Linked DNA regions of Capsicum annuum: region 1 is linked to region 2. The links are chromatin contacts, called in public Hi-C maps. All regions are on one chromosome and are shown on one strand. Each heading gives the region's core, a stretch centred on a gene start, on an enhancer-like site or on the middle of the called end of the contact. The rest is flanking DNA. Distances are from core to core; before and after follow the strand shown.

What was found. Hi-C and Micro-C count contacts between places; a contact is called where the count stands out from the background.
Region 1: a contact with region 2 is called in a Hi-C map of bud, with 4 times the contacts expected there. The contact joins the promoter of LOC107845447 here to the enhancer-like site in region 2. A contact is called at or near these places in 2 of 5 Hi-C or Micro-C datasets (bud and placenta).

Annotation. Positions count from the first base shown.
Region 1 is chr10:80,541,204-80,545,828 of UCD10Xv1.1, forward strand. It overlaps LOC107845447 (digalactosyldiacylglycerol synthase 2, chloroplastic), which reads left to right and starts at 3,167. Exons shown (of 4, transcript XM_016689779.2): 1 at 3,167-3,491.
Region 2 is chr10:80,317,524-80,322,350 of UCD10Xv1.1, forward strand. No RefSeq gene overlaps it. Among protein-coding and RNA genes, the nearest start is that of LOC107845217, 130 kb to the right of the region's middle. Within about 2 kb of position 3,383, at least 4 of the 5 cell types and tissues checked have an H3K27ac peak or open chromatin away from gene starts, as enhancers often do. A contact at or near this core is called in bud, where this site is marked.

The DNA of each region.
Region 1 (4,625 bases), core at 1,917-4,416, 220 kb after region 2:
TGTAATACCCCGTATGATCCTAGGCTCGTTTCTAGCTCCTAGTCATATGTTTAAGGGGTCCAAGGCATAAATTTTACGCTAAGTGTAAAAGACTTAACCATTTTTAAGACCCCAAGAATTAAGGATTTTATTTTTGTCCTTTCTGAGTTAGAAACATCGATTTATGAGTTGAAATATGTTTAGAAATGTTAAAAGGGTTATTCAGGAGGATTTCAGAATTTTTGGAAGAGGTTCAGGGTGATTTTAGACCTCAGAGGCAGTAAGCCTCTGCGATATTGGCATGTAACGGATGTTAGACTCCGCGATAACCTCTGTGACATGGAGGCTGGACCTCCGCAATAAGCTCTGTGACAAGGAGGTTAGCCTCCACGATAACCTTCATACATGGAGGTTGTATTTTCCTGGTTTCTTAATTAAAAATCCAAAGGACATTTTGGTCTTTTTTCCTTATCCTAAACGTCCAAATGAAGAATTAAAACCCAAGAGGGGCATCAATTGCCCATTACCCACAGTTTTCATACGTAAAAACCCTTCTCCTTTCCCAAGAACAAAAGTTCAAGTTTCTCCTCAAGGATTTTAGCATACAAGATTCCAATTCCAAGCTTCTTCTCCAAGAATTCAACTAATTAAGGTATGTGGGGTATTCATCAATGGATTTCTTCTACCTATTGAGTCCCAAAATCTTATTTTGTTCAAGAATGAATTTTACCCTCTTTTATGAACAAAATCAATATTAATTATGAAATTTATCCATGTTTCCTTAGTAGTTTTAAATTCAAGCCATGCTAATAAGATTTCCTATGTGAATTATGCTCTTATATGATTTGAGTTCCAACCACCTGTGTCATGATCAGTTAATACCATGCCAAATTATCAAGTTATGAATTAAACCATGTGAGCATGTTGTCCTCCCAAGTTTAACACATCCCCATGTTCAAATTCATGAAATTCATCAGTTTAGGGAAATGTATTATATTTTGGGTCTCTGAATCATGAATTTCTTCCCGTGTTTTAAATAATGTTATCGTGTTTAAGGTGTCATTTAGTGTTCGTGGGTTATGAACACCCAATACCTATGTATTTACTCATGTTTCATATTTTCAAGTAATAAGTCAGTCAAATCATGATTTCATTATCATACTCAGTTTGTTATGATCATGTTGAGCACCATCAGTTGTGATATCCAATTGACCTTAGTCAGAATCAATGTCAATTCAGCTGGGAGTAGGATTTAGCATTGAGCGGGGATGGGGGATCACCTTCCAGTAAAGGGTGTGACCTTTAGTGGCAATCCCTGAGTTTCAGAACTACGTAGCCAACATAGGTTTTGAGAGGTCTTCCTGTCAGTTGAGGGTTGACACTCTCTTAGTGGTACCTTCCAGTAGAGGGTGACTCCCTAGTCCTTCAGGATGACAGTTTAGCGGATCCACACAGCCAGTGTTAGAACTCGTGGCAAGGTAATGACATCCTTCCAACTGCAGTTACAGTTTGGACCCCGATTAGCTCAAATTAGGGCATATAGGTTACATGATAGCTCCCACAGTTTTAGTCAGTACTCAATTTATATCAAGTCGGGTTTGCTTGACCAAGTATTCAGATTACCAGTTACTCAGTCAGTTAGTTTTACAGATTATTTCAGTACATGCTTTACTTGGTCTTGCATTCTCATTTTTACATGTTCATGCATCTGTGTTCAGTTTCCATATGTATTTCAGTTAGTCCTTACCTCATGTACCAGTACATTTAAAGTACTAATCACATACTCTTATTTTTAGTTATGTTGTCCTATAACATAGGTTCTAACGCTCAGGTCCCTGATCTTCCTTAGACAGCTCAGTACCTCTCAGCAGCAGTAGTGGTGAGTCCTCATTCATCGAGGACAAGATGTCTTTCTTCAGTGCTTTCTTTATCTCAGACAGTTAGAATTAGTTGGGAGTTTGTCCCATCAACTCCTTATGTTTTTAGAGGTTTTCTGACAGTCATTCTAGCTTTCAGCTTTATCAGTGTTCAAACATGTTGACTTATATTTCAGTATTACGTCCTATCAAACTTTTATCAATTTATCTTCTACACATGATGTTTCATTATTATTTTATTCAGTGCTCACAGCAGGTACTAAATCATGGGTTAGCTTTAAGCACTGTGTCACAACTAGAGGGTAGCCTCGGGTCACCCTGTTACAAGGTAGGCTACGGTTTGGTGCATGTAATTAGTCACTGTATATATATTTTATATTGATACAATCAGTTGCATACAGTTGATACATTATGTATGGTAAGATTGTAAAATATAGCTATGTTGCCCTTTTTTTTACTGCAACAATGACTATTTCTAAAAGTTGTCCAAAAGAATATATAGTACCTTCTCTCTTCTAACTTCCAACGAAACTTTCTCCAAAAAATTAGTAAAAGAAATAGATGGTAGTTGGTTCCTGCTTTCATACATTTAGTAATTGTCGATTTGACAATATTGAATGTTATATTACTCGCAAGTGGGACTATCATATCACAAACTGCAACTGGGGTGGTGGTCTATTTGCTACCATTTCGCTTGCTATTTGTGACCGATTGCTCCGTACTTGCAACAAAGCTTGCCCCCTCAAATCTCAATCGTCCGAAAAAGAATTTTTTGGATTCCAACTAAATTGGAGTTAAGACTCTCTTTAGTTTCAAAATGCACTGCTTCATTGTCAACACTCACATAAACCTGTAAGGTTGTAACTTATAATAATGAGCTAACATCAAGTTTTTAACGCTTAAGAAACTAAAAACAACAGCAAAATCTTGATCTATCAATACTTTAAATTTGTTGGGTTGTGGTTTGAGCCATTTCACTCATGAAACAATTTAATTTATCGATTCAACAGAATTTAGTTGCTTGCAATTTAGTATTAAGGTTGTGAAAATAAGTGTTGTCTGATTCAAGAGTTGAACGGTTGTTTTGCAACTAATTAAATATTAGTAAGACTTCCGAGTTTTTCTCAGAGTTGTTAAGACTTAGGATTATGACGAGTTTTTCTCGAAGTTATTAAGGCTTAGAGTTATGAGTTTATATATCGTATAGGCATTATTAAGACGTCTACTAAATTGTTGAATCGAAGAGTTAATTGTATGGTCATAGACTCATGCTCCTCTGTATATCTACTCGAATTATCCTTCTTATCTAATTAATCCGAATGAAATTTTTTGCCTCATGTGTCTCCCTGTTCCCTCTTCGCATTTCCATTCACAACGGTCTCGTAAGTTGTAACTAATGCAACTTCCAATTTGACGTGCCAAGCGCGTGCCTCTATGTGAAATATTAATTCCGACAATAAAACTCCCAAACTATTACCAATTGCTATATTCCTCCTAATTATTCGCATCTTCCATAGCTCTCAAATCAATAATAATAGTAATGCGTCTATTTCCACCTCAATTAATTTCTTGTTCCCCACCAACAAAATTCCCTGCCCTGCGAATTCCTCAACTTTGTTGTTGGAGAAAATTCAGGTAAAATAAAACACCCTTTTAGATTCTTCTTTTAGAATTGTTCTTGGTGTTGTTGAAATAATTCCATGTAGGCTGCGTTTGTTTTTTAATAGTGTTCTATTTCTGTCACTTTCTTTTATGTTGGTTCAACTTTGAATTTTTGACTTTGCTGAAATGGGTTTTTGTTTATGTCTGATAATAACCAACAACCTTTTGTTTTCTTCTGTAATGGGTTTTTGTGTACATAGGGCTTTATTTTTTGGTATGATAACATGGTTTTGATTCAAGTTTTGAGGTTTCATCAATTCTTTTGTGGTACGAATTTTGCTTTTCTTTAATATGAGAATTAGTGTAGCTTTGTATTTTGTCTTTGGAGAAAAGAGAGTGTTTTAAAAAGGTGGGTGGTGCATTATAGCTCCAGCCATGTAAGAGGCTGTTTTCCGTGGAAGGGCAGGCTTATCCAGCATTTCTGCAAGAGACTGTTTTCACGCCTTGAACAGTGAAAATAGTGTTTAGTTTCTTTAAATGGGTGTTAGTGTATATTGTGCTTTACTTTCTCATACCGACATATTTCTATTTGAAGTTCTTCAATTGTATTATACTATGAAACTTACTTTTCTTCAATTTGGAAAGTTCAAACAATTACTGTTAGGATTCAAGATGTTTCTTATGAAAGTGCACGAGACATGCCGAGGAGACCATTTTACAGCCATGTATTTGATATTTCTTAGTATATCAGCAGAAAGTTATACTTGGGGAAAGGAAAAAGTGGACATGGAAGTTTAGAGCTTGTAATTTTCACTCTCTTAGTCAGAGGCGGATGGAGTGCGTAATTATTTCTTTCATGGAACATAGATATATGTGTGAAAAATGACTGAAAGTTCAACAAATATTAACCATGACCCTAAATTTCAAAAGTAAAATGGCAACCAGGGTTTTGGTCTGGTGGTAAGGGCGCAACATGTGACTTGGGGTTAGTCGCAAATCGGTTCAAACCTTGTTGAAAACAAAAGCTTGATATTTAAGTGGGGAGGGGTAAGGGGTGGACCCATTATCCACCAAGCTTCGTAACATGCACAATTTAACCCATCAAATTTAAATAGTGGATCCGCCTTTGCTCTTCTTTTCACCTAAAACATGCAGTAGTTTGAATGA
Region 2 (4,827 bases), core at 2,133-4,632:
TTAATTTTTTGATTTTTTTTATAATCTTTAGTTTTTACAATTATATTGTGATTGAAAACTAGATCAAATATGTTTTCACTCATGTGCTAATGAAAATCATAATTATAAAAAAATACGGAGCGGCAAACTCTCTTGAAACTAAAAAATGAGATGAAGAGTGAAAAGTTTAGGTTTTAAGTTTATATTAGATTTTTTATAATTTAATTAGTAATGAATGAACAAATATTACAACTTAAAGGCCCAAATCTAAATATATATCTACATCTACTTTCAAATTATTAAAAATTATTAAAACTAGTTGAAAAAGTATTTAAAAAGTAGATTATAATTAATATTTTATGTATAAAAAAATCCGAATATTATATATGTATATATATTATGTCGGTTTGATTCGAGTTTGGTTTGATTTTTTTTTTTGTTAACACCAAATCAAACCAAGAATGATCGATTTTTTTTCTAACGTCAAACTAATCAAATCAAATCATAAGTCATTTTTTTTTAATTTGATTTGATTCGTCAATTCAATTTGATTTGATAATTTGATCTGTACATCCCTACTAACAATTTTTCGTGATAGATTTTTGACATGAAAGGAGAGAAAACTTTTCAAATTTTTGCTGCAGATTTGATAGTTTTTTTGATAAGATTTGGGAAATAGAAAAATTCTTGAGATTAATAGAAAAATTCTTGAGATTAATAGCTGACGATCTACCGTCAAAATATTAATACTATTCACAACCTTTTGTACGACCAATGTGACGTTTACAAATAGCAATATTTATGTTGATGAGTATTGTAAGTGAATATGAGTATGTAGGTTTAATGATTTTAATTTGCTTTTAATTCCGCAACACAATTCTACTCCTCCACCTTTAAATATCACCCATCCTCTTTTCCTAACAATATCACTCATTCATTAGCTTAATAAACAAATCAACAAATCCTTTTAGAATACAAACACCATGTTTCTTCCTCAAATGAAAATGGATGTCTGGTCCGAAGGAGAAGACGGTATCATACAGTCTGGGAGATCAAGTTCAGTGGCGGATCTGCATACAATTCAGGGGTTTATCTTCGTCGAAAAATTATACTATTTTTACATGATCAAAAATATTTTTATGTATATATATATTAGATATTGAACTTCTTTCAATTAGTTCATATTTTACTTCTAAACTCCTTCAGTAAAAATTTTGGCTCTGTCACTGATCAAGTTGTTGAAAGATGAGTTGTGGACCTTAACCAGTTTGTGGAACAGCTTAAGCGAGATACGTGGAAGTTGAGCATCGTTTTCATGCCTACATACGGGAGGTTAATAATGCCCACAAGAATGATGGTGGAGAGGCTGGTAGGGGCGGTGTTTTTTTAATTTATTTTTTTGGTTTTCTGTTCGGTGGTCGGTTTCTGCATTAGAACCCGACTAATTCAGATTCGCACTGGGTAGGATCCGGTCGGGATAGCGCTTCCAACAGAATTTTCTTCATACCCAGAATCAAATTCTCAAACTTTGGTTAAAGATCGAACAACCTCATTCATTGTAACACAACCATGTTGGTGATAGGTGCAGTGTTGATGCTACTTAGGTGGTTTTTTTTTGTTATTGTTGTTTTATTCCAGTATTTTTTTTATTTTCATTATAGCGGTGGCATGGATGTTATCCTATTATCAGTTAATGTTCTTTTTAGTTTTTAGTTAATATTCGTCTTGTTATTACCTCTATACAAACACTAGATCTCACAATATTCAATCAAAATGCAAAATATATTACTAAGAAAAACTAACTTACCGAAAACTGTTTCTACAAACAAAATCTATTGATGACCTTAAGTTCTTATTCAAGTCTTGAAATGAATTTAAAATGTTTTTGTCAATGCCATCAATTTCACACTTTAATACCAACCAGTTATATGTTCCAAAATTATTCTTTATATCTTAAAAAAAAAAAAAAAAAAAAAAAAAGGAAGAGCTAAGAATGAGAGGCGCAGAAATTTTCAAAAAAAGGTAAATATAATAACACTTAATTTTGAAAATTCAAGTTCATACGTTGGACAGTGTTTAGAAAACTAAGCATGGATCTTGAAACTAATCATATTTAATTTTGAAAATTCAAGTTCATACGTTGGACAGTGTTTAGAAAACTAAGCATGGATCTTGAAACTAATTAAATTGATTTGATGTTGGAAGTAAGGTTAAGTGTGTGTGTTAATTTTACTTTTTCTCTTATCTTATATTATTTGACGTTTTTGCTAAAAATAATTGTTAAAAAAAAGTGCCCGTGTTTAATGAACATAATCGGACACTTTCCAAGTTTCCATGTCTAAAAAAAGTTTTCATGTTTTCAAAAAAAAAATTCGAAGTGTTGGACAATAAAATACTAGTTATAGGGATATGTTAAACTCTTCATATGCCAAGTAATATGATATAGATGAAGTATTAGTAAAATATCTTAGCTTACTATCATAATAATATCACAAAAAAGACAACTTGTTGCTGTTAAAAAAAAATTCATTAGAATGATCTCAACTCAACTAATTAACAAAAGTTTAATAAATCAGCTTATTAAAAACTGATCAACAAATTACCAAATCTTTATTTATTATTATTATTAATACTAATTAAAAACAAAAGTTATGAGATGAAGAGGTGTGATTTGTGAGTCATGAAGATGACTTTTTTTCTTTCTTTTCTTTTGTAACTCATCATATATAACTGGATGTAACAAATAGAGAAAATGGTTTATTAACCTTCAATCTTTAGTCGAAATTTTAATTACACACTCAACTTTTAAAGGAAACCTATTATTCCTCTGAACTTTTTTTTATCGAATTTATTAACTCTCAATTGCTGACCTGTCAATGGACGTGACTACACCGTCCATAGGCACGTTAGTTGACTCTTTTCACTTTAAATTCTTTATTTTCTAGTTGCCACATCATTATTTTTAATAATATAATAAATATTATATTATATATTATTCAATTCTTTCTTCTTTTTCTAATTGAGAATTTCTAATTTCTCTAATTTATTAAAGTGTGTGTCCCCAACAGTCCAAACTTATCTTCTTCAATGAGACATTTTAGTCATTATAAAGCAAGTGTAAAACACATAAACTTCCAACAATGCTCTATACACATTTTGTGGAATCTTAAAATCTTTTAATTTTACATCGATTGAATTTTCAATCTCAAATCATAAATCATCATTCAAATCCACATTTCTTGAAATTGAAACAATCAAATCAACACCTATTAAAATCAACATCAAATTTTTTCACAATCATAAATTCAACATCAATTTTCATAGTTGAGAAATTATAAAAAAAAAAAAAAAAAAGAAAGAAAGAAAAAGGAACACTTAAGCCTATTGGCTCCATTGGCAATTCCACAAATTTGAAAATTTCCAGAATCAAGATTTGTGAGCAATGGACCAACATAAATCCTTTTACCCAAAGAAACTATTAAGTTTCCTTGTGACCAAATCTTATGATTTTCTTCCCTGTAGAAACCTTCAAAAAAGCATATCACTCACTTCATTTGCAATTTCACATCTTTAAATATCAGCATAGAACAGTTTGTCTATCTGAATGCCTTGATAATTTTACCTTATTTTCAGCTTGTTCATCAATTTCAAGACCTAAAAGTTTTCTCTTTTCACTAACACTCTTGCAATTAATTTCAGTGCAAAGCAATCTCAAATCAGAGAAATTCTTAAAAACTTGAATTACCACGTATAAGTAGAGATGATTATTTGAAAATCCACAAGCAAAAAAATAAATTACAACAACAATCTCCAAAACAAAAAAAAAATGAAACGAGGTGTTAAGAGAGAAGAGAGAGGAGAGAAGAAGATGAAAAGTTCTTGAAAATGAAAGGATGAAAGAGAATGGAGATGGGATATTTTTTGTAAAGAAAATGAGAATATCGACGTGGGCCCAGGTGCATAAAATACACGGATGTGTTATTAATTGGTTTATGTTGACAGGTCAGTAATTGGGGGTTAATAAATTTGGTAAAAAAAGGCTTAGAGGGTAATAGGTCTCCTTTAAAGATTGACTGTATAGTTGAAATTTTGATTAAATGTTGGGGGTAATAAACCATTTTCTCTAACAAATATAATAGAATTTTAAATTCACAAATACCTTAATTAATTAATGAAATAATGGATAAAAGCATTCAAAATGTTAATGATAAAGAAATAAGATTATTTGTATCAAATTGTCAATACTTCTCAAAATGCATGAAAATAGTGAATTGCACGGGAAAGAAGTTAAAAACTAACTAAAAGGTGATGAATTCTTTTTGTGACATAATCATTGTTTATATGGAACTGCTTTTATAAACGATGTGGGAGGACTATAGTTTTACTTATTCATCTATCAATTTTAAAAAAAAACGGTGCAAAAATTGACTTCATCCTTAGTTACATTTCAGGCCAAAAAATATATTTCATATGCCAATCATTTAAAATCAGGCTCAAACAAGACCCGATTCTAAGTTACATTTCATGAACAAAACGAAACGACATTAACAACAATATTTTTAGTCTTTCAATAGTTTTTCAACTACAACTTCAACCAAAAAAATAGCTTAAAAAATTTTGTTTTCATCCGCTGCTGAATGACTAGATGATTCTCCCAGAAGATTCCTTGGATAATTTCAGTTTTTTCAATGCATTTAATGGAAGATAAAGATTCTATTCGTGTAAAGCTTCAACAGCTTTTTCATACATTTCAGATTTTTGGTATATGCTTCCACTCACTTTCATTGTCATTTTTGCACATTTAAGCCAACTAGGGTATATCCCTTATTTTTTATCCTTAAAAACGAC